2 separate regions of the Drosophila melanogaster genome follow, and region 1 is linked to region 2. A link is a contact called in public HiChIP or PLAC-seq data. All regions are on one chromosome and are shown on one strand. The core of a region is the stretch at or near the end of the contact, and the rest is flanking DNA. Distances in the headings are between cores, read along the strand shown.

Evidence for each region. HiChIP or PLAC-seq counts read pairs in DNA pulled down with a chosen protein or histone mark.
Region 1: an H3K27ac HiChIP or PLAC-seq map of the Kc167 cell line shows a contact between it and region 2, with 5 times the contacts expected there. The contact joins the promoter of Rab10 here to the promoter of CG9577 in region 2. A contact is called at or near these places in 9 of 107 Hi-C or Micro-C datasets (the D17-c3 cell line, the Kc167 cell line, the OSC cell line and 3 more) and 5 of 6 datasets of contacts at active chromatin or transcription factors (the Kc167 cell line and the S2 cell line).

The regions. Positions count from the first base shown.
Region 1 is chrX:20,247,842-20,253,073 of dm6, reverse strand. It overlaps Rab10, which reads right to left and starts at 1,736. Exons shown (of 4, transcript NM_078695.4): 1 at 1,317-1,736; 2 at 637-836; 3 at 477-566; 4 at 1-8. The coding sequence starts at 1,443. It overlaps CG17068, which reads left to right and starts at 1,981. Exons shown (of 1, transcript NM_134535.3): 1 at 1,981-4,765. The coding sequence starts at 2,121. The coding sequence ends at 4,205. It overlaps Peritrophin-A (Peritrophin A), which reads right to left. Exons shown (of 4, transcript NM_001258850.2): 4 at 4,871-5,232.
Region 2 is chrX:20,164,126-20,169,040 of dm6, reverse strand. It overlaps CG9577, which reads right to left and starts at 2,368. Exons shown (of 4, transcript NM_134531.4): 1 at 2,225-2,368; 2 at 1,922-2,084; 3 at 1,226-1,850; 4 at 961-1,159. The coding sequence starts at 2,276. The coding sequence ends at 1,061. Phf7 (PHD finger protein 7) reads left to right here and starts at 3,211. Exons shown (of 4, transcript NM_001272812.1): 1 at 3,211-3,384. CG9581 reads left to right here. Exons shown (of 2, transcript NM_134532.4): 2 at 1-999. The coding sequence ends at 890.

The DNA.
Region 1 (5,232 bases), core at 487-2,986, 85 kb before region 2:
CGGGCAATCTAAAAAACGTGGGCAGAGATGGGGAAGGGGAGCAAGTTATTGGCTTTGTAAACAAATTGATCAAACAGACGTGGGGCGTGTGCGATCATTGAGTAACAATCATAATAAATAACCAGAATAGTTCTAACATAAATTGTATGCCTCCGGAAATTTTCCCTTGCATTCATTACCACGGACATACTATAGCACCTAAATAGTTTCGTCTTGATTGTCAGAGAACGAATATATTCGCTGTGTTCAATTTGCAAACTTATCTTAAAAAATCAAAACAATAGGAAACTATTAAGGGGCATGGAATTCGCTTGTAAAAAACAGTTGGCTTTGAAAGCTAAACACACTAATATATGATCGATTTCCGAACTCAACTCCTATGGCAGAAGAGCTTAACGATCTAACTACGACTATATTTCCTAATCTCTGACAGTGATTGCTGTTGTGGGGGCACTCTGTGGATGAGGGATGCTCACCGCTTCGCCGCGCTCCTTGTTGACCACCCTCTTGTCCGTCATATCGCACTTGTTGCCGAGGATCATCTTCTCCACATCCTCGTTGGCGTGCTAAAACAAAAAAAAAAGAAGAAGATTTCAGACTTTAGAAAAGGCCATTACTCGCAGGGGAAACACCTACCTCGTCTATATTCCGTAACCATTTGACTATGTTCTCGAAACTCTTCTCGTTCGTTATGTCATAGACCAGCATTATGCCCATGGCGCCTCGATAGTACGAGGTGGTTATCGTGTGGAACCGCTCCTGGCCGGCGGTGTCCCATATTTGCAGCTTGATCTTCTTGCCGCGCAGCTCGACTGTTTTGATTTTGAAATCGATGCCTGAGAAAAACGGTTGAACGAGAAAGCAAATGTAGTGCGGAAAAACCAACGCAATTTGAGCCGAATGACGTCACGGCGGTGTTATCGATTACATTGGAATTGAATAAAATAAAGCAGTTCGACATTGATATCACGATGATTCATTACATTAGACGTATATGAAGCATTCATTCCAACCAAATGATCACACGTCTGTGTTACGTGTTGCGAACATGCAGTAGTTTAGTACGAAAAGTTCAAGTTCAGGGAGTTACATAGCCACATAGATGGCATATTTTGCTCACTTCTCCTCCGCTTTCCACTCCGCAGGCGATCGAAACAAGCAGTGCATAGGCCAGTCGATAAGGCAGTGCCACGCCCAGTCACACACCCACACACACGTATATATATCCTGGCTGTGCAGCTGACATGTGCGCGTGTGTGTGTGTGTGCGGTGCGGGTGGACAGATGCAAGTATGTGCGTACGGTCCCGTTACTCACCTATGGTCGATATGAACGTGGACGTGAATGCATCATCCGAGAACCGGAACAATATGCACGTCTTGCCCACTCCTGAATCACCGATCAGCAACAGTTTAAAGAGCAAATCGTAGGTTTTCTTTGCCATTTCCAAAACGCAACGGAACGCTCGCAGAACAAAGCACAAACACACGCGACACTCACACGCACGCAAACACACACACACACAAACGCACGGGCGCAGGTGACAAGAGATATTATTATTATTGAAGCGCCTGCCCTTTTTCGCTCTTTCTCTCGGTTATGGCCGCCTAAGCAATGATCCTGTATCTCGAGCTAGCTCTTTTTTCTCCGCGTGTCTTAAATGCGCCGAATTAATTAATATTTTCGCTTGAAATTGTTGCTATTAGAACTAGAGCTGGAACATGAATCGATATCTGTTCGATACCATCCATGCTCTCACCAGTGTGGCAACTTCGATGGTTTAATACAACTATCGACTGCTATGGAGTCACAGTTTTGAAATCACAGCTTAAAATCTAAAGAAAGATTTGAGTTTACTCTTGATAATACCTTAAATGCTTAAGTATTTTTGCTAGAAAGCTCATAACATGACTTTTAATTATTACGCCATTTGGCAGACCTCTGCTATCGGTACGACAGCCAATCGATAGGTAAGCACGCATTCAATTATCGGTATCGTAAAATAATAACAATTTCGCAAAATCCCAAACCGATTCGCAAAAAGGTGGATTATTCACACAAATCAGAGCGAACAACGTTTGGATTACAGTGATCCCAATCCCAGCCAATCCACCGCAGGCAATGGACATCGACTGGCAAAACGGCCTCACCGAGCTGAAGGATCGGGGCCAGTACCTGCTCCACTCGGAGAAGTGGGCCGACTGCCGCTTTCTGGTGGGTTCTTCGCCCACCCAGCGGCTCATTGCCGGCCACAAGCTGCTACTGGCCATGGCTTCGCCGGTGTTCGAGCGAATGTTCTATGGCAACCTGCCCGATAAGACGGACCCCATCGTCATTCCGGACGTGCAGCCGGAGGCGTTCGAGGCGATGCTGGAGTACATCTACACGGACCGCATCACCATTGGGTCCTTCGACAAGGCCTGCGAGCTGTGCTACGTGGCCAAGAAGTACATGCTGCCCCACGTGGTCACGCGCTGCACCCATTTCCTTTGGGCTGATCTTAGTCCGAAAAACGCGTGCCGGGCGTACGAGTTTGCCAAGCTGTTCGATGAGCCGCGCCTCATGCAAAGCAGCATGGATCTGATCGCGGCCAACACGCGCGAGGTTCTGTCCGATCCCAGCTTCCTGGACATCGAGGTCTCCACCCTGATGGCCATTCTTGACCAGAATCGCCTGAACATCGACTCCGAGCTGGATTTGTTCAACTGCCTGCTGAAGTTTGCCAGTGAGCGGGGCATCCTGAACGAGTCCGGCCAGGAAGAGACTGCTAGCGGAGGTCAGGTGCTGACCAAGGAATCGCCCGACAATGCTGCCGGCCATGTGCTGGTCGAAGAGATCAAGATGGAGCCCGATGTGGCGGCCATGGTGCAGCACATGCACCAGGACGACGAGGCTGACAGCTTCGAAACGGACGCTGGGATGGCTTCCACTTCCTCTGCGGCTGCCGCGGCTGCAGCTGCGCCCACGGCTGCCTCCCCGCCGCTGGACGTGGCTTCCGGCTCCGACGACCTGGTAATCATCGATAGCGACGCTTCGGCCGATGCCGCCGCCAACATGATTAACATCATGGACGCCCAGCGCACCATTCTCGATGGCGCCATGCTCAGGCAGGCGGTCAAAAAGATTCGCTTTCTCACCATGACGCCGCAGCAGTTCGCGGAGGGACCGGCCCGTTCCAAGCTGCTGCAGCAGCACGAGGCCCTCTCCATCCTGATTAAGATCTCCAGTCCCTCGCTCAACGATTGTCACATGCCCGAAGGCTTCTGCGTGTCGCGGAGCACGCGCAACTTCTACGAGTCGGGCCACCGACACGCCCAGAGAGAATTGTCCTCCTCGTATCGCACTGGAGCCGCTCCCTCGGGCGTCTGTTTCCCGGGACCGGGACCGGCAGTTCGCAGCGGAGGACCCTCCGGCGGCGGTATGATGATGGGCATTGCGCCCCGTTTCGGATCCGTGGGCACGGGATTCGGCTTCGCAGGCGAGGAATTGGTCATCCGCCCGCCGGAACCGGTGGGCGTCCCACCGGATGCCGCACCTGCGCCAGCACCACTGCGCTGCTTCGGCGAGGGCTACGAGAGCGGAGCGCCAGTCCCAGCGCCCGCCAATGATGATGATGGCGGCGATCGAGGCGCACCGGCGCCCGCTGGCGGCGCTGCAGCTGGAGGAGCTGGATCCGCAGCTGGAAATTCGCACAACGACATGGTGCGCGCGTACTGTATGCGCTCCCTTACCCGGCAATTTGACTTCCGCAACACCAGCGTCACGGATGCGGGCGTAACGTTCCAGGTGGACACCAACATTTGGATCCTGGGCGTCCAAGTGCCCACGCGCGTGCTGTGCGGCGAGCTGATGACTTCTGCCGGTTTTACGGAACGATACACCGAGGTGCTGTACGCCCACATCCAGGACATGCACGGCTCACGCATCACATACACGCACTGCACGGCACGCGTGCGTTACGATTCGCTGCTGGACATCACGTTCGATCGACCGGTGTACATATACCGAAACCAGATCTACAAGATCTACGTGGTGTTCAACAAGACCGGCTGGTATCCCATGTACTCCTGTGTGCCCGATGCCAACTGCAATCGCGTGAAGTTCATGTTCAACGTGGGCAACCCCACCGAATCGGTTCGCGACGGCCTTATCTACGCAATTATCTTCTCCACACCGCAGGACCATGGCCGTCACCTGGTCGACTGAATGCGGAGCAATATGAGTTCGTTAGTTTAGGTCTCCTTCCTTGTATTTCCGATGTGATAGTCTTTGGTTGGCGTCATTGGCCATGGAAATTATTTGATCTGTACGATTATATTTCCCCTTCTCCTAGTTCCAAAATGGGAACTAATTGTGCATAGTTTTTACATCACTTACCATGTGTGTGTGTATGGATTGTTTGTGTTCCTTATCTGTTTTGGATCGCCAAGCAAATGACTAGAAATGAACATCGCATTTCTGGTCAGCAATGGCTAATGCAACTGCAATTGTTGCATTATGTTTGTACAGGTTTATTGCCAAGTTCAATTTGTTCTGAAACGCTGTAGCCAATTATGCATTTCTTTTTTTTTGCATGCTTGATTTTAGCTGCCTAATGATAATGATTATCCAAACGTCCCTCTCAACGAACACCACTTAAATGTTTTTCTTCCAAAAGTAATATTTTTGAGCTTAGGTTTTGTAGAGCAACAAGCAAATATTTTAAGATTTACACAAGACTAAATTGGTATATTTCAATTTAATAAAACATATTTAATATATTTCCTAATGCCGTCGCGTGTCTCAATCCTAATTGTAAAGCTCTGGGCTATGATGGGTACGTCGTTTAAGAACCTTCCAAACCAAACTCCCACCAAGAATGGCTACTTTTTCGCCTTGATGTAATGTACAATAAATAAAATTAACTTTATTGCGATTCATATACAAAAGAGACCAAACAACAAAACAAGTTAATAATACAGAAAGAAGAGCAAGATACAGACGGTTGGTTGGTTAGAAAGCAAAAAGGTTAACAAGCTAACTGGGCTAGGACATTTTTTACAGTGCAGCGAAGGTGCGGAGATGAAGGGACGAAAGTAGTTGGTTAGTCGGAGCCTACAGTGCGCACTCGAAGCAGCGAACCAGTGTAAACCTAGGAGGGGGGGGTTGTCTGCAAAACAACATAACTCCAAATTTGCAGCCAGCAAGTACATACATATGTACATATGTATCTCCTTTAATTTGAACGTTCACA
Region 2 (4,915 bases), core at 1,119-3,618:
ATCAGCAGCGTCCGCTGCTGCCGGCCTACACTTTCCTAGAAGCCATGCGCCTGCTTAAGTCCCGCGACGAGATGCAGTTAATGCGGCGCACCTGCGACATAGCCTCACGCTCGTTCAACGAAGTGATGGCCGAGACCCGGCCAGGTCAGTCGGAGCACCATCTGTTCGCCGCGATTGACTACAAGTGCCGCATGCGCAACGCCAGCTACCTGGCCTACCCGCCGGTGGTGGCTGCCGGTAAAAACGCCACGGTGATCCACTACGTGGCCAACAGCCAGTTGTTGGGTCAGCAGGATCTCGTGCTGATGGACGCCGGCTGCGAGTATGGCGGCTACACCAGCGACATCACACGCACCTGGCCGGCGAGTGGGGTTTTCACGGAGCCGCAGCGCACACTGTACGACATGCTGCACCAGCTGCAGGAGGAGATTATTGGCAACGTGATGAAGCCGGGCGGCGAGACGCTCGACCAGCTGTTCGAGACCACCTGCTACAAGCTGGGCAAGTACTTGCAGGAGATCGGGCTGGTGGGCAAGTCGTTCAGCGAGTACAAGGAACTGGTCAGCCAGGGCTACCGCTTCTGTCCGCACCACGTCTCCCACTACCTTGGGATGGACGTGCACGACACACCGCACGTGCCACGCAACACACGCATCGTGCCCGGCATGGTCTTCACCGTTGAGCCGGGCATCTACATTGGCCAGGATTGCGGCGACGTGCCGCCCGAGTTCCGGGGCATCGGCATCCGCATCGAAGACGATCTGCTCATCAACGAGAACGGCCACGTGGAAGTTCTAACTGAGGCGTGCGTCAAGGATCCACGCGCCCTGCAGGAGCTTTGCAAACAGCAACAGAAGAACCCCGGTGCCTCATCCGCGGAGGCGTTTTAAGAGCTCACAACGAAAACCAAATTCCTAGTCATAAGCCTTTCATTCTCCCGACAACCTTATGAGCTGATTTGGGTCCTAAAGTAAAGGCAGATGCTGTATTTATAAATGCACACATGGCAAATACATTTTAAATTCTGTCAGATTGCAGATTACATATTACAGGTTACCGATCACAGCTTGGCGAACACTGGCTTATCGTCCTTCGTCAACTGGGCGGCCACAGCCTGGGCGAAGTCCTCCGACAGCAGGTTGAGCTTGTTCAGCAGGAGCTGCAAGGTGTGAGGCGTGAGGCGTGGTTAGCTCGTGCAAATTCGTTGAGATATTAGGATACCCACAATGTGATCCAAGCCCTCTTGATTGGTGTGCTCCAGGGAGTACACGAGGCTCTCCTTGGTTGTCTTTACGGCGACGGGACTCTTGCTAGCGATGAGCTCGGCCACGGCCAGGGCTCCGGTCAGCAGGGAATCCTTGTCTGGGAAGAGGCGACTCACCAGGCCCGAGGAGTGGGCCTCGGCGGCCTCGAATTTGCGCCCAGTGAAGCACAGCTCGCGGGCGAGGGACTGACTGCCCACTGCCTTGGGCAGACGCTGCAGGGTGCCCACGTCGGCGGCCATGCCGATGTCCACCTCCTTGACCTGGAAAAAGGCGTCCTCGGTGCAGTAGCGAATGTCGGCGGCGGTAATCAGGTCCACGCCGGCGCCGATGCACGCCTTGTGCACCGCCGTGATGACCGGCTTGGGGCAGTGCTCCAGGCTGCTGATTGAGTCCTGGTACACCTTGATCATTCGCTCCATGGAGACGCCCTTGCGGGCGTAGTCATCGGTCTCGGCCAGCGTTTGGCCCACGTTTATCATGTCGTTGAGGTCGATGCCGGCGGTGAAGTGCTTTCCGGAGGCGGACAAAACGATAGCCCGGCAGTCGGGATTAGTGGCCAGTCCGTCGAAGCACTCCTTGATCTCCCTGGAAATGGGTAACGCAGTTTGGGTTAGCAGTCTGCGGAACAGGAAACGGGAAGCTATTGGATAACCCACAGCCACATCTGCTTGCTTATGGCGTTGAACTTGCTGGGCCGATGGAGCTCCACATGAAAGACGAACGGCTTGGGCGAACTGACGGCCAGCGTCTTGAAAGAGCCGGTGGGTCCGGATTCCGGGAGGGCGGAAAGGTTTCTCTGCATCTTAAGGGATCCGATGGCTGACGGGAAGTGCAATTGATTGGACTTTTAAAACGATGAAGAGACAAAGGTTCAATCACCGGTGTTCGGACTTTGAACCGAACCCAAATTTCGAACGCAGAAGGCTGGATGTCGGATTATCGAAGTCCCCGATACTTACCCGTGGGCTTGGGCGTTAGTTTCATCAGAGTGTTCAGGCGGGAGAGCGACATAATAAACCTTCTTTTCACTGGTTTCAAATCAAATCTACTTGTTGCGGCAGCTAAATTTGTTTTGTTTGCTTAACGATACGTAGCAGTGCTGCCACCCGGCAGAAATATTCAAAATAAGGCGGGCTCTCGGCTTATCAAAGCTACTGGATATATTTCACTAGCAGATTTTCAATGGATTTTTCTGGCTGCATAAGGACACAGTTGTTGCAATAAATGGGTTGTAGGTAAAATCAAGTCGTTGCGGCAGAAATTTGTTCGGCTACTATATCAATACGGTGTTTTGCTGCCACCCGGCTGGAGGATTCTAACTTAAAAAGTTTTGCATCAAATTCGCGTCAATGCGAATGTGTATTATTATTTATTTTTTCGTTGTTTAGAGGAGTATTCCAAAAAATAAAAATGCTAGAATGTTCAGATAAGAATTATCCAACTATATATGTACGACTTAAGTTTATAGGACTCAAGAAAGTATATAAAATGCGCAATCGAAAAATCAGGTTCACCATTCTTTGGAGAATATTTCCACTCGCAGAGCCTGTTCCTAATTGCACGCTAGCCCATCTTAAGGGACATTTCTTGTGCCTTGCTTACCTAAACCGAATTAGGTAATGATCCTGGAAAAATGCAGTGGGAGGAGCTTAAAGCATTTAAAAATGCCGCCTGGAATTCACCTCAAAATACGAAAAAAAATTAATAAGTACATAAAAAACGATGCCATGTTCCATTTTCTTCCGTTCCGACATAGCCGCTAACTCATCGACGCTAACTTGACGCACATAACAAGACGCACATAAAATTGCCATGAACAGATATTATTCTCGAATCTATCGATGTATCGTCCCAGCTTCCATCACTTCTCAAAGTTATCGAAAATTTGAGTTCTGCTTGCCACAATCTAAAAATCAGAAAATCATAAAGGTGCATAGTCTCGAAGCAGAAGCTCACAGGTCAGAGAAGAAATTTTCGGAATAAAAAAATAAATATAACAAGTTTTCAAAAATAACTCCGCACCAAACCCATTTAACCAAATCAAAAGCTTAAAGCAGTGAATAGTGTTATTTTTAAAAATTTAGCACAAATAAAAAGTTCGGGAATTCAACGCTTTTTGGTAAGTTTTCATAATGAAATAGCATTGTGCAATGAATTGTAACACAAATACATATATCTACTTGAAAAGGCATTAATTAGAACCCCTATACACATACTTTGAAAATAAAGGACTGCAACTTTCATTCAATTCGCATTTGCCCCAGGTTACGGCAATTTTCGAGGAAATTCGTAGAAACAGAAATAAAACCGAGAGTTTGACGCTTGCCAACTCTGGCAGTAGGGTTGCCCCTAAGCGTTTTTCCAACTGTTTAATTATTTGTGCAGGACTTTACATTGAATTGGCACACGTGTTTTTTGAGACAGCCACAAAACAAAATCTTCAACTGAAACCCGCCATGTTTTTGTTATGCTAGCCGAATGTATATAAATCAAAGAAGCGTTTCCGACCCCATAAACCTTACAAACTATATATATATATATGTTATACATATATTCTTGATCATTTGCTTAATAATATTCCCGATTTGCTTGTGTGAATCTCAAACTGTTGCCGCCAACTTCTTGGTATTAAGGGACACGTGCTTCACTTGTCAACAGAAGCTAACTGGCAAATTGTGTTCAGATTAGACTCTTAGAAACCCATTAAGAGTTAAAAAAAATCAATCGATGGGAATTTATAGAAACAGAATCGTCTCCGACCCTATAAACCCTACAGACTATATGTGCATATTTGTATATTCTTCATCATTGGCTAAATAAAATTCCCGATTTGTTTGTGTGAATCTCAAACTGTTGCCGCCAAAATGCTCAACTTCTTGGTATTAAGGGACATGTGCTTCACTTGTCAACAGAAACTAACTGGCAAATTGTGTTCAGATTAGACTTTTAGAAGCCCATTAAGAGTTAAAATAAATCAATCGTTGGGAATTTATAGAAACAGAATCGTCTCCGACCCTATAAACCCTACAGACTATATGTGCATATTTGTATATTCTTCATCATTGGCTAAATAAAATTCCCGATTTGTTTGTGTGAATCTCAAACTGTTGCCGCCAAAATGCTCAACTTCTTGGTATTAAGGGACATGTGCTTCACTTGTCAACAGAAGCTAACTGGCAAATTGTGTTCAGATTAGACTTTTAGAAGCCCATTAAGAGTTAAAAAAAAATCAATCGTTGGGAATTTATAGAAACAGAATCGTCTCCGACCCTATAAACCCTACAGACTATATGTGCATATTTGTATATTCTTCATCATTGGCTAAATAAAATTCCCGATTTGTTTGTGTGAATCTCAAACTGTTGCCGCCAAAATGCTCAACTTCTTGGTATTAAGGGACATGTGCTTCACTTGTCAACAGAAGCTAACTGGCAAATTGTGTTCAGATTAGACTTTTAGAAGCCCATTAAGAGTTAAAAAAAAATCAATCGTTGGGAATTTATAGAAACAGAATCGTCTCCGACCCTATAAACCCTACAGACTATATGTGCATATTTGTATATTCTTCATCATTGGCTAAATAAAATTTCCGATTTGTTTGTGTGAATCTCAAACTGTTGCCGCCAAAATGCTCAACTTCTTGGTATTAA